Linked DNA regions of Mus musculus: all the other regions are linked to region 1. Evidence: chromatin contacts called from public promoter capture Hi-C data. All regions are on one chromosome and are shown on one strand. The core of a region is the stretch at or near the end of the contact, and the rest is flanking DNA. Distances in the headings are between cores, read along the strand shown.

What was found. Capture Hi-C pulls out chosen DNA fragments and counts their contacts.
Region 2: a contact with region 1 is called in a promoter capture Hi-C map of liver. The contact joins two enhancer-like sites. A contact is called at or near these places in 1 of 115 datasets of contacts at active chromatin or transcription factors (cardiomyocytes) and 1 of 9 other capture datasets (liver).
Region 3: a contact with region 1 is called in a promoter capture Hi-C map of liver. The contact joins two enhancer-like sites. A contact is called at or near these places in 3 of 9 other capture datasets (adipose tissue, liver and macrophages).

What each region holds. Positions count from the first base shown.
Region 1 is chr1:88,023,309-88,027,033 of GRCm38.p6, reverse strand. It overlaps the pseudogene Gm5832 and the pseudogene Gm15375. Among named protein-coding and RNA genes, the nearest start is that of Usp40, 17 kb to the right of the region's middle. Within about 2 kb of position 1,908, at least 3 of the 459 cell types and tissues checked have an H3K27ac peak or open chromatin away from gene starts, as enhancers often do. A contact at or near this core is called in liver, where this site is marked.
Region 2 is chr1:88,259,182-88,262,603 of GRCm38.p6, reverse strand. It overlaps Mroh2a (maestro heat-like repeat family member 2A), which reads right to left. Exons shown (of 42, transcript NM_001281466.1): 40 at 3,383-3,422; 41 at 3,009-3,074; 42 at 315-2,699. The coding sequence ends at 2,578. Hjurp (Holliday junction recognition protein) reads left to right here. Exons shown (of 8, transcript NM_198652.2): 8 at 1-3,422. Among named protein-coding and RNA genes, the nearest start is that of Hjurp, 17 kb to the left of the region's middle. Within about 2 kb of position 1,768, at least 90 of the 459 cell types and tissues checked have an H3K27ac peak or open chromatin away from gene starts, as enhancers often do. A contact at or near this core is called in liver, where this site is marked.
Region 3 is chr1:87,772,124-87,775,683 of GRCm38.p6, reverse strand. It overlaps Atg16l1 (autophagy related 16-like 1 (S. cerevisiae)), which reads right to left. Exons shown (of 18, transcript NM_029846.4): 7 at 1,453-1,539; 8 at 815-871. Among named protein-coding and RNA genes, the nearest start is that of Atg16l1, 18 kb to the right of the region's middle. Within about 2 kb of position 2,198, at least 19 of the 459 cell types and tissues checked have an H3K27ac peak or open chromatin away from gene starts, as enhancers often do. A contact at or near this core is called in liver, where this site is marked.

The DNA of each region.
Region 1 (3,725 bases), core at 659-3,158:
AAAAGAACTCACAGATACTGACACAGTGCACACAGGGCCAACATGGGGTTGCACCAGGTCAGCTGCAGATAGATGTACTTTAGTTTTCAGTATAGTACTGTTATGGAACTCTGAATGTGTCAGCAAGTGGTTCCCACAGTCTGGTATATGAGAATAGTATGATTCTTGTGCCTTGTCTTGGGCCACATTGATTTTTCTGTTGAATTGTCCAGCACTGAAATGTAAATTTCTGTTTTATCTGGTGTGTTCTTAAAAACAAGAAACTGACAGACATTACATCCTAGGTATCATATCAATAACTTTTGAAGTTTGGGCAATCTGTATGAGTACTCCTATAGAGGATAACCTACACATACTGAATGCTGCTCCAAGGCTTGAAGTGTTTTGTCAATGTTTACAAAAACATTAAAATGCAGCTTGAAGGGGTTTTGTTCTTGTTGTTGTTTTTGTTGTTGTTGTTATCTCTCTAAATTCCTCTTCTAGGTTAGAATACAAATGATCCGGTGGCATTATGGCATTTTCAGAGGTTCAGTGCTTTCCTCTGGCTCTCTCCACTCCCCAGCTGCCCAGCATTACCTCCACATGTTCTCTTCCTGCCCCTGAATAGTCCTGCTTCTGTGTTGAAGTGGCATGTCTATCATTACTGTCCTTGCTCCTACTCAGGAAAGTTTTCTTTCCTCTCCCCTTACTAATCATGACCTACACACACAATGTGAATCATAAAAGTAAATTCAAAATTTGATTGTACCTTGGAATTTATGTATAAATATCTCACAGCTGTACACATCCATATCAATAAGTCACCTATATGGAAATTATTCTCCTAATTAGAAATTGGCAAAGAACAATTCTCTAACCCAAAAGAAATTGCATATACAAGAATACAAACAGTAAATCACAAATCAGTAAAGAATTTCTTTATATATTGTCCAAAGCTAGAGTTCTCCTCATGTGCTAAAGCATATATAACATACCTTGGAAAGTGGCTTCCCCTGGAGACAGTTCATCCCACCAACAAAGACCATGTTGGGCATCACAGGTCTGGGGAACTCCAACACAAAGTCAGTGCATAACAACCAAATAGACACTGGGCAAAAGAGGTCTGTCATAGTCACTGGGGTCTGCAGAACTTCAGAGGCAATTTCAACAGCAGTTTTGTAAAGATAGGGGCAAAATACATCGTCTTGAATGTAGATAAGATGGTTCCACACTCTCTCCTTGAAAGTCATGGTGCCTGTGTATTTTGAGAAAAGTCCAGGAACATAAGAAGGAAGACTCGGACACTGGGCACCCTCTTCAAGATAGTAGCAAAATGAAAGTCTTGCAAAGATCACTGATGGGAGTGACAGATATTTGGCAATAGTTAAGCCACACATATCAAAAGGATTCAGAAACACTGCATCAAAAGAAGTCTGCTTCAATTACTCCACTAACTTCTTGTCGTTAAACAAACTCCTACAGTGTGAAAACATCAGTTTAAAGAAACCACTGGCTGAGCCTGTCATGAAAGAACGTATACTTTGTTCTGGAGTTTTCCATTGAGTGTAAGTAAAATACTTGAACTCTCTCTCCAGGTCCTCCAGAGTGTGAGAAATTGAGTATGTCTTCATTGTACAATTCAGGGATTTCCCCAGCCGCCAACTCACCTCTGGGATTACTACCACCACCTCATGCCCTCTCTGAATGAGTTTCTCCACAACCATCTGCATGTCAAACCAGTGGCTCCCATCCATGGGCACCACCAGCAGCCTGCCTGCCTGGACCAAGCCTGAGGCCAGGAGCAGACATAGAGGAAAGGAGGCAGGAAAGGTTGCAGGAGTCATGTTAAAAATCAGAGCCCAGAGTAATCCAGTTGCTATGACTGTAGGATTTTCTAATAGTTAGAAACACAAGACCTTCTGCAGTGTACACATGTATTTGCATGTTTGCAAGTGACGTTAAATTCAGTGTTAATGATTTACTCAAAAGAGCAATACTTAACTGCACTGACAGAAATATCTTTCATATGCTCTCCAGGTAAAAAATGGTTATGATCTTTGCTTAGGAAATATCATGACTTCTATTTCAGAAACAGTTTGGAATGAGTCATGAAACAATATTTTAGGTGTTGACAATTCCGAAAAAGTAAGAGGCTGCCTTAAAGGGGTCTCTTCAACTACCACACGGTCATTTATACAGCATAGGAACTGAAGCTCAGCAGGAGAGACAGTGAGAGTCACCAAGTAGAGGTAGAGAGTGCTAGAGGTCACACAGAAGCAGGATACTCCCTAAAGGACACATTTTGTTTTAAAGGACTTCTCAGGTCTCAAATCAATTCTAAGTTGCTTTGAGTTCATGGATCTGAGAGTTTAGGAGTCTTGACTGACAGGTACTGAGCCTTGGGACTCTGCCCTGCTGTAGGACTCCAGTCATCTAATAAGCCAGCCACTGTCCCTGTCAAAATAGGAAACACTCACTGTTTTAGATATTCACTAGGAGGCTTTTGTTCTTTTAAGCAACGTTTCTAAGACAGGATGGCTTTTATTTCTAAGCCTGGCTTTTGGACAGACATCTGGACACAAGATAGAAGATGAAGAGCACCTGACCTCTAAAAACTCGTTGACTCCAATGATGAGGGTCAGATTACTTTACTCCAGGCACCATGGCTGGGGGTGGGGGCGAGGGTGTGTGGGAGGGTTGGAGAGAGGTGCTCTTCTAGGAACCAATGGGCCTGAAGCCTAGGACTTGCATCTTTCATCACAGTTCCTGGAGAGACTGATGGACTTAGTCCTGGTATTGAGTGAGGCAGGATATAATGACTATGTAAGGCAGTGTCTTTTTTTTAAAGAATGGAACTTTAATCTTTATTTACAGGACATGACAGGGTATGAAATTCCAAATAGAAATAAATTCAGAGGACAGCTTCATAGAGTATGTACAGTTTATAACTGTTCAAGTATAGTTTCTTTTGTAAAAAGTGCGACAATAACAAACCACATTTAAAAAGAGTTCTTAGTAGAGAAAACAGTAAGACAAATCTATGAGAACATAGAATAGCACAGCACATAGCTATTTTGTGCCTTGGCTGGACATTAGAAGTTAAAGGTCCCGGGAGCTCCATCCTGAACTTGGAAGGCAAAGCCTTCAGAGGTAGTTTCTGGCAACACATTTTGATCTTCCTCCACTGAGAAGTACTTCTTAATTAAGTTCAATGAGGCCTTGTATACAGACTCATTTTCATGGCTCTGTAGTGCTTCAATTTTATCCAATCCTCCACACTCTTCAATCATTATACTGAGCTTTTCTGTCACACATAGTTTCTCTGCAGCCTGAAAGATATTTGATGTGGCATCAAGAATAACCTGAATAATCTTGGTATCTTTTGCACTCAGGAGGTTCATCAAAGGTTCTGTTATCCCACAATGAATGAGATATACAATCTGCTCAACAGTCCCACCGCTGGTATAGTTGGTTATAGCCCACACGGCCTCCTTCTGTGTCTTAATGTCTGCCTTAGAGAGGACACCAACAAGAAGGGGGACTAGGCTGTGATTCACAACTTGCTGTATCTGGTCCTGGCGTCCAGCTGTAATGTTTGACATTGTCCATGTGGCCTCCTTCTGAATGTTAGTTTTGGGGTTTGTTAGCAGGCTGGGAAAGACTGCAAGTGCTCCTGCATCTATCACTTTCTGAGTCTGTACATCTGTTCCAGTGACAATATAACCTATGGCTCTTAGTGCAGGAGT
Region 2 (3,422 bases), core at 519-3,018, 240 kb before region 1:
TCCACACCCACCCCATCCCCCACCCCCATTTGCAGTACTTGTGAGTCAGCTGTAACAGTTGACCATCATCTGGCCACCAGCCAAGCTGCTGACAGCAAACTGCTAATAAATTGCTGTAAGGGGAGAAGGCTGAGATGAGGGTGCAGGTTTGGCCTGTTCTGTTGAGGTTTCTTTCTGGCTATAGACAAAACACCTCCGGGAGGTGGAGCGAGATCCTGTGACAACAAAGTTCATGGCTGGGTACGCTGACTCACTCAGGATGCTAGCGTTAGAGAAGCTAAAACAAGAGGGTCACTACAGAGTAAGAGCCTGTCTCAAAAAAAAAAGGTACCATTTTTATTGTGAGGGCTCCATGTAGCCTTCCTGGCCTACACAGTGTTGAGCCCAGACAACACTGCACTGGGTTCAGGGCTTCATCTGAATTTGAAGAACTCGTGTTGGTATAGCAATAAATCTGAGAGCCTGGCACCTTGCAGGATGCCTATTTTGGCAGTGCATGAACCTCCAGAGTAGGCATGACCTCTGTAGCGAGACCAACCCTTCTTTGGGCCTGACCCTTCCTGAGAACACAGGGGTCCGGAATCCCCTAGTGGAGGAGGCTGAGCTGGCCTGGGCAAGGGTGGAAGTCGAGTATCTGAGCGCTGCTAAAGGAGCCGCTAACTGATAACTTCTCTGCTTTTAACTCAAAGAATATTGGCTACTCTGCAGGTTTGCTTCACAGTTGACAGGAGCTTGCCCCAAGGGAGCACTTCTTATATTGGAGGTGTGTCCCCAGGTAGTAGCACTGGTAGATGCGTGCACCTGTGGGCTGAGGTTGATTTCCCAGAGTGGTTACAAAAGCCCAGGCCTGACTTCACCCAATTCTCTAGTTTACTGTTTGTCTGCTTGGGCGTTTTTTGCTGGTGGTGGTAGTGAGTGAGTGGGTTTGTTTGTTTGCAAGTGGTGCCTGCTCTGCCCCCACATATCCTCATATCTGACACCAGGCCCTCACCAGATCTCTCGTCTACCACAAGAGTTGGCCTTGGGTTTCTAAAACTAAGTTAAACCGTTATATAGATTAGGAGTGTCCAGCCTCGAGTATTTTGTGATAGTGATAGGAAACTGGTGTTATCTGGAGGGGCCCACATGGGTTGTGGACATGTGTATGTGCACAACACTGCCACACTCTTAGAATGAATACAGTATAACTTGCCGAATAGCCTTTACAAATGGCTACCCAGTAGAGCGATGTAAGAGACGCTTCTCACCCATTGGTGCTCTCTGCTGGCAGTGACAAACATGGTGTGTCTTCCTTCACCTGTGGTGATTTTTTTTCTCTGCTTTTGAGGCACTAAGGATGAACCCAAGCTTCGTGCTTGCTTGTTGAGCGCTGACAGCCCCACACCCCAATCTGCTTTCATTTGAGGTTGGGCATACTGCCCTGACTATCCTGACTTCACCGGGGTTCTCAGGGCACTCACTGTTCTATTCACCTCTGTTAGAATTGGGTTTCCTCTTGAGTCCACACCACCCCATCTCATGTTATACAGATCACAAATAACCTCCCCTCTGTGATTTGTTAGTTTTCTGGTGTTATGCAGAGTTACATTTTACAATGGTTAGAGAGCTTAGACCTTTTACACTTTCTGAATTCTATTCCTTTTTAAAAGAAAAGTCCCATCAGAGACAGGCCCCTGCCCTCGGTTCTGCTGGTCACCCTTTGGCCTCTAAGTGTTCTGCCCAGGTGGAAGGGGAGCCCTGGGCACAGATGTGTGTGCATATGTTACGTGACACATCCTGGGCTAGTGTACAAGCACAGCCAGAGTCGTCGGTACCAGCACTTCTCTATTTACTCTATTGGAGCGGAAAGGTTGCAGAAATCACCGCTGTGAGAAGCCTCAGCAAGTGAATTGCTTCAGACAGGGTGAGCATCTCTCCTGTGGAGGTGCTGCCTTGAGCATTTTTTCCTGCCCTGGCCTCAGTAGCAACCCAAGGATGAGAAAGTTGTCCTTGCTCTCTTTTCTTCCCCTTCCAGATTTCTAGCCATGGGACTAATTACCCTTTTGGTTGCCCCACCAAACTGTTCCGGGCGGGCCCCACTAGACTCCTGATCCAGTGGCCCAAACACTGATAATCTCGGGTCTCTGAGAAAGGGGAAGGGTAGGCTTTGTGTGAGTACCGTCTCCCAGGTGTAGCGCTTCACAGTGTCTATGCATGCATCTGCCTTTTTGCTTTAGGAACAAGGTCCCTGGGGACAGGCTGGGCAGTAGTTTGATCTCCCCTTGCCTGTCACCATGCCCCGCTGTGAGTACACATCAGGACACATGGGAGAGCATGCTTGTCCACCCCCACAAAGGCTCAGCTGAGGAGGAAGAGGCCTACAGGGCTGAAGCTGCCCTTTGCCCCGTGGTTGGCTCTGGGATGTGATGGCCACACAGCCAGGAGCCTGCACTCGGGAGAGCAGTGGAGATATATTTCAGAGGGAGAGGAGAGTTGGATACCCATTCTTTTACAACAGTTTTTCTACAAATGAAAAGTGATTTGCCTTGCTGTGGCAGGTGTGACACCGATGAAGCAGTTCACTCGCATCAGGGCCACTTACGGCAGTCCTCTGGGTGACGCTAAGAGCCAGTGCTGATTGCAGCTGTCCAGGACTTTGAGGGTCTCCAAGGCTGCCCTCCTGACCCCAGCGTCTGAGTCTAGCTGCAGGTCCTGGAGAGCTGAGAGGGGACAAAAAGCACAGGTCTTTGAGTCAGGACCACATGCACTCAGCCCACTGCAGACTGAGGCAGGCCGACTCATTTTTCCACACCCTCCACAGACCTGTCAGGTGGCCTGACACCACTAACAGGGACAGCAGAAACATGTGAGAATGGTGCCCACCAAATGCTCTCCCTGGAAACCTCTCCCTACATTCAATTGTTCTCTCTAGGCCCAGCTACTCCTTCTTCCCCCATTAGCCCACAGCCAAGGGTCACCAAGCCCCTAGTGAGCCATCCATTTCTACCACTGAGTCCACGCTACTTAACAATTGCGAAGTCCCACAAGGTCCATCTTTTTCAGATAATGGGCAGACAGCTGCTTCATAATAATTCCTGAAATGATAGATGTACAGTCATGCCTTAACTCCAGTGAGGGGTCGCCAGGCCCACAGGGCTGGCTGCCTCCCAGAAAGAGAGGCAGGCACACATTGACCTGTGAAGACATCAGTCAAGTGTCTTATCTGGCTGAAGTTGGCAGTGTGCAAGATCAGGGGAGCATGAAACAGGACTGGCAGACCTAGTGTTGCAAGCTAGACTAGGGCTCGCCCTCCTCCCACCTCAGCTGCTTTGACTCCCCCATCCAAACCCAGGATTAACTATGTGGCTTCAAGATCCCCCCTGAACCTGGACACGTGTCTCACCCGCCAAGTTGCAGGCAGCAATTCTGATCCTTGACAGATT
Region 3 (3,560 bases), core at 949-3,448, 250 kb after region 1:
CTCAATGATGACCTCGTTTAAGCAGTGTGCCCGTGCTAATAGCTGTTGTCTTTCTAGACCCTCCAAAATTCAGGGTTCATACCATCTCACTCAAATGACAAGAAAGAGTTAGCCATACCTTACTTCTTGTTTGCTAACTCATGGGCTCCAAAACCCAGCACTGAAGCAGTCTCAAATGAAAGCTGCTTCCCTGTCAGTCAACTGTGGGAAAACCGTCTCGACCTAACACACTAGCTAGCTTAGAGGCGAACTCCTGGCACTTTGAAATACTGTTTTACGCTTACGATTTCCATGCCTATTTACAACCACCCTCAGTTTTTACACTGTGGTCAAGGCAAAGTCAAAGGCATGCTAAGAGAAGAGCATCAAGAGCGCAATGACTGCATGGAGCCCAACCTGACTGCCCAGCTCCAGGGCTCCAGCATTCATTCCTAGGAGCATGCAAAGCATCCTGGTTAGCATGTGGACATCGATGATTGCGGGCAGCACAGCGTGATCAGCACGATTATCAATAACCCACACTCACATGCTGGGCTGAGAGGGTAATATTTTCACCTGGCAGCATCAGAAGAATGATGTCCCAAAAGGGGAGATTCGGACAGACTAAAGGGAAAGGCCATAGATCAGCTCGCAGCAAGATAAAAAGAAAGGAAGTTGCAGAAAGAGGAAGAAGCTAAACGACAAGCTGAATTAAGGCATCCTTGTTCTTGGAACCACTGAAATTCTGGTGTACATTAAAAATAATACATCACATACATATGCTTAGGAATATTTACACATTTTCAAAAGGAAAGGTGAAGGTCTTCTAACCTACCCAAAGATATTAGTGATAGAATCCAGAAGGCCTCCAGCAGGCTGCGAGAGTCGCTTACTAAAGAGGAGGGGAGGATAGGTTTAAACCTTAGAAACATTTTGCCCCAAATCAAAACAGCCCCTAAAAATAAGTACCTGGGAATACACTTTCCATTCCCAAATCCCAGCCAAGACAAACTCAACACAGCATTTGAACCACCAGGAAATAGTAAGGAGGGAGAAGGAAAACCCAGCCTACTGTCTTAAAGAAACAAAAGGCTCTCAGGATTAACCTGATCTTCCTGCAAATGACAAGGAATCTGTCTAACATACCTAAACACTTCTGGGTACTCATGGTAAATCCAATGCATTCTTTCAGCTCTACTTTAACAAGACCCTAAGTATCTGTCCTTGTGTCCTAGGCTCTCATCACTATGTATAATAAAGTTTAACGGTTCACTCATCTCTCAGAAGGCCATTGTACCTGTTTGTGTTAGAAATGTTAGGCCACTGGTACCCTGTCTCCCTTCCACTCTCCTCTCTGTGGGGTGGACAGGGCGTGGGGGCTCTGGGTACATATGACTAGGTTCTCATGTCCACAAATGAGCAGTCACAGTGATGCTGGCGCTTGCCTTTCGCCCACCCAGCCAGTCCACTCACGTAGCTGCTCTGCTGACAGCTCGGACGGGAGAGGTCTCTTCTGTGTGGTCTGAGGTCTCATCCACAATGACTTCAATGTCATCATCCCTGGAAAGAAATGAAAGAGCATCTGTCATTGTGCCAAACAGGAGGTGTGCAAAGGCCAGTACCACATTCTATTGATGGATTCTCTCTGGAGACTTGGTTGCAAAGTGATGGTGAAGAAGAAAAGGGAACTCCACGATGTGAGAAACTAACGGTTGTACCTACTCAAAACCAACAGTGCCAAATGAGAATAAAGAATTTCCCAAAGCAAAACCTAAACGTGTGTGCTTCTGATGGCTAGAGTCTGCACACTTCCTGTGATACCCATGCTCCTTTATCCCAGCGGATGCCAGGCACCTCTGGAATTCCTCTCCCTACATATTCTTGTAGGTCAATTCTTTCCTGATGGTATGGGAGGCAAGCAATTATTTTGATATTAATGATCACTTGTGTTGCAATCTTCATGAGCAAAATAGCTTAATAAATTAAGAGATCACCACCACTTCCTGTTTGGAGGCTTAGGAATGTGAAGGCTAGATTTGTTTTTCCTTTCAGTGACTGTCTGGATAATGAGCATATATACTTAAGAACCTGTTACACCAAGGCCAAGTAAATTGATTTTTCCCTTATTTACTCTAGGATTACACAGAACTGCCTCACACTCTTGGCTGGGGTAGAGAAGAGAATAAAGAACATGGCTGTGCCTGGTTTCCTACTTGGCTGGCTTTCCTAGACCTAGAGTTTGAGAGTCAAAGGAGAAAGACGGCAAGAGGAGCTGAGTCTACAGTCATGCTCTGATGGGGTTTCAACACCCCAGAAAATACCAGGACCTGCCAAGTCATCACCTCTAGCCCAAAACGTGCATGTTTCCAACCCACACTGGCACAGCCCTGAGGAGCACACAGACTAGGGAAGCCTCTTTAGCAGGCCCTCCCAGATTTGCATTTCAGCACAAGCTCTCTATGTGGAGTCCTGGGCAGGATGCTGGATCCTTTTCATCTAGTCACCTGGTTACATTGGCAAACAAGAGGCAAGACATGACACTACCTTTTTTTCTTGTTTTTCTTTTTAAAGTAACCAAATCTCATTTTTAGGCAACCTGTGGGAAGCCACATGTGCCGTTGCAGAGTGGCACTGACTACTGCTGGCCACCACGCATAAGTTTGGACAAACAACCAATGTGTACATATGCAGTAAAGTTTTTTGCAAAGACACTGCCTGGCCCGGGCATGATAATGAGGTTCTGTAAGGTACTGAGAGTATAACCAATCAGATGTGAGACATGCAAATGAGGTATGATAATGAGGTTCTGTAAGCTACTGAGAGAGTAACCAATCAGATGTGAGACATGCAAATGAGGTATGATAATGAGGTTCTGTGAGGTACTGAGAGAGAGTAGCCAATCAGATGAGGAACATGCAAATGAGGCGTAGTACATAACCAATCCGGGTGTAAGACACGCCTCTCCTAGGCCTATAAAAGCAGCACCAGTTCTGGGCTCGGGGTCTTTTCGCCTCTACAATCAAGCTCTCCCAATAAATGTGTGCAGAAGGATCCTGTTGCAGCGTTGTTCTTCCTGGCCAATCGAGCACGCGCAAGAGCAACCCATTTATTTACTTTGTGGGTATGAAAAAATACACCAAGACCAGTTTTCTCCATTGAGGTCAGGAGACACACACATTCATGTTCTCTCCTTCTAGAGCAAAGGTTTAGCAGAACAACTTTCATTTCTTCAAGGAGGGGGTGTATGGGTGGACAGCTCGGGTTTAAACCACTCCTCTTCACTTAAAAGAAAGCAATAAAAATTCTATTTTTTAAAAATGTAAGTTTACTTATGTATGTTTAGCCTGCATGTATGTATGTAGGAGGTCAGAAGAGGGCACTGGGTCTTATAGCTGGAGATAGAGAGATGGCTGTGAGCCACCATGTGGGCACTCAGCAAGAACAAGCATTTTAAACTGCTGAGACCTCTCAGCCCAGGAGCCAATACACGTTTACGTAACAGTAGGTCTGAAGCTAAGATATTCCAGCAGAAAACCCATCCTGAATCAGAGCAGAGAGGACGATTACTGAAACACCCACCA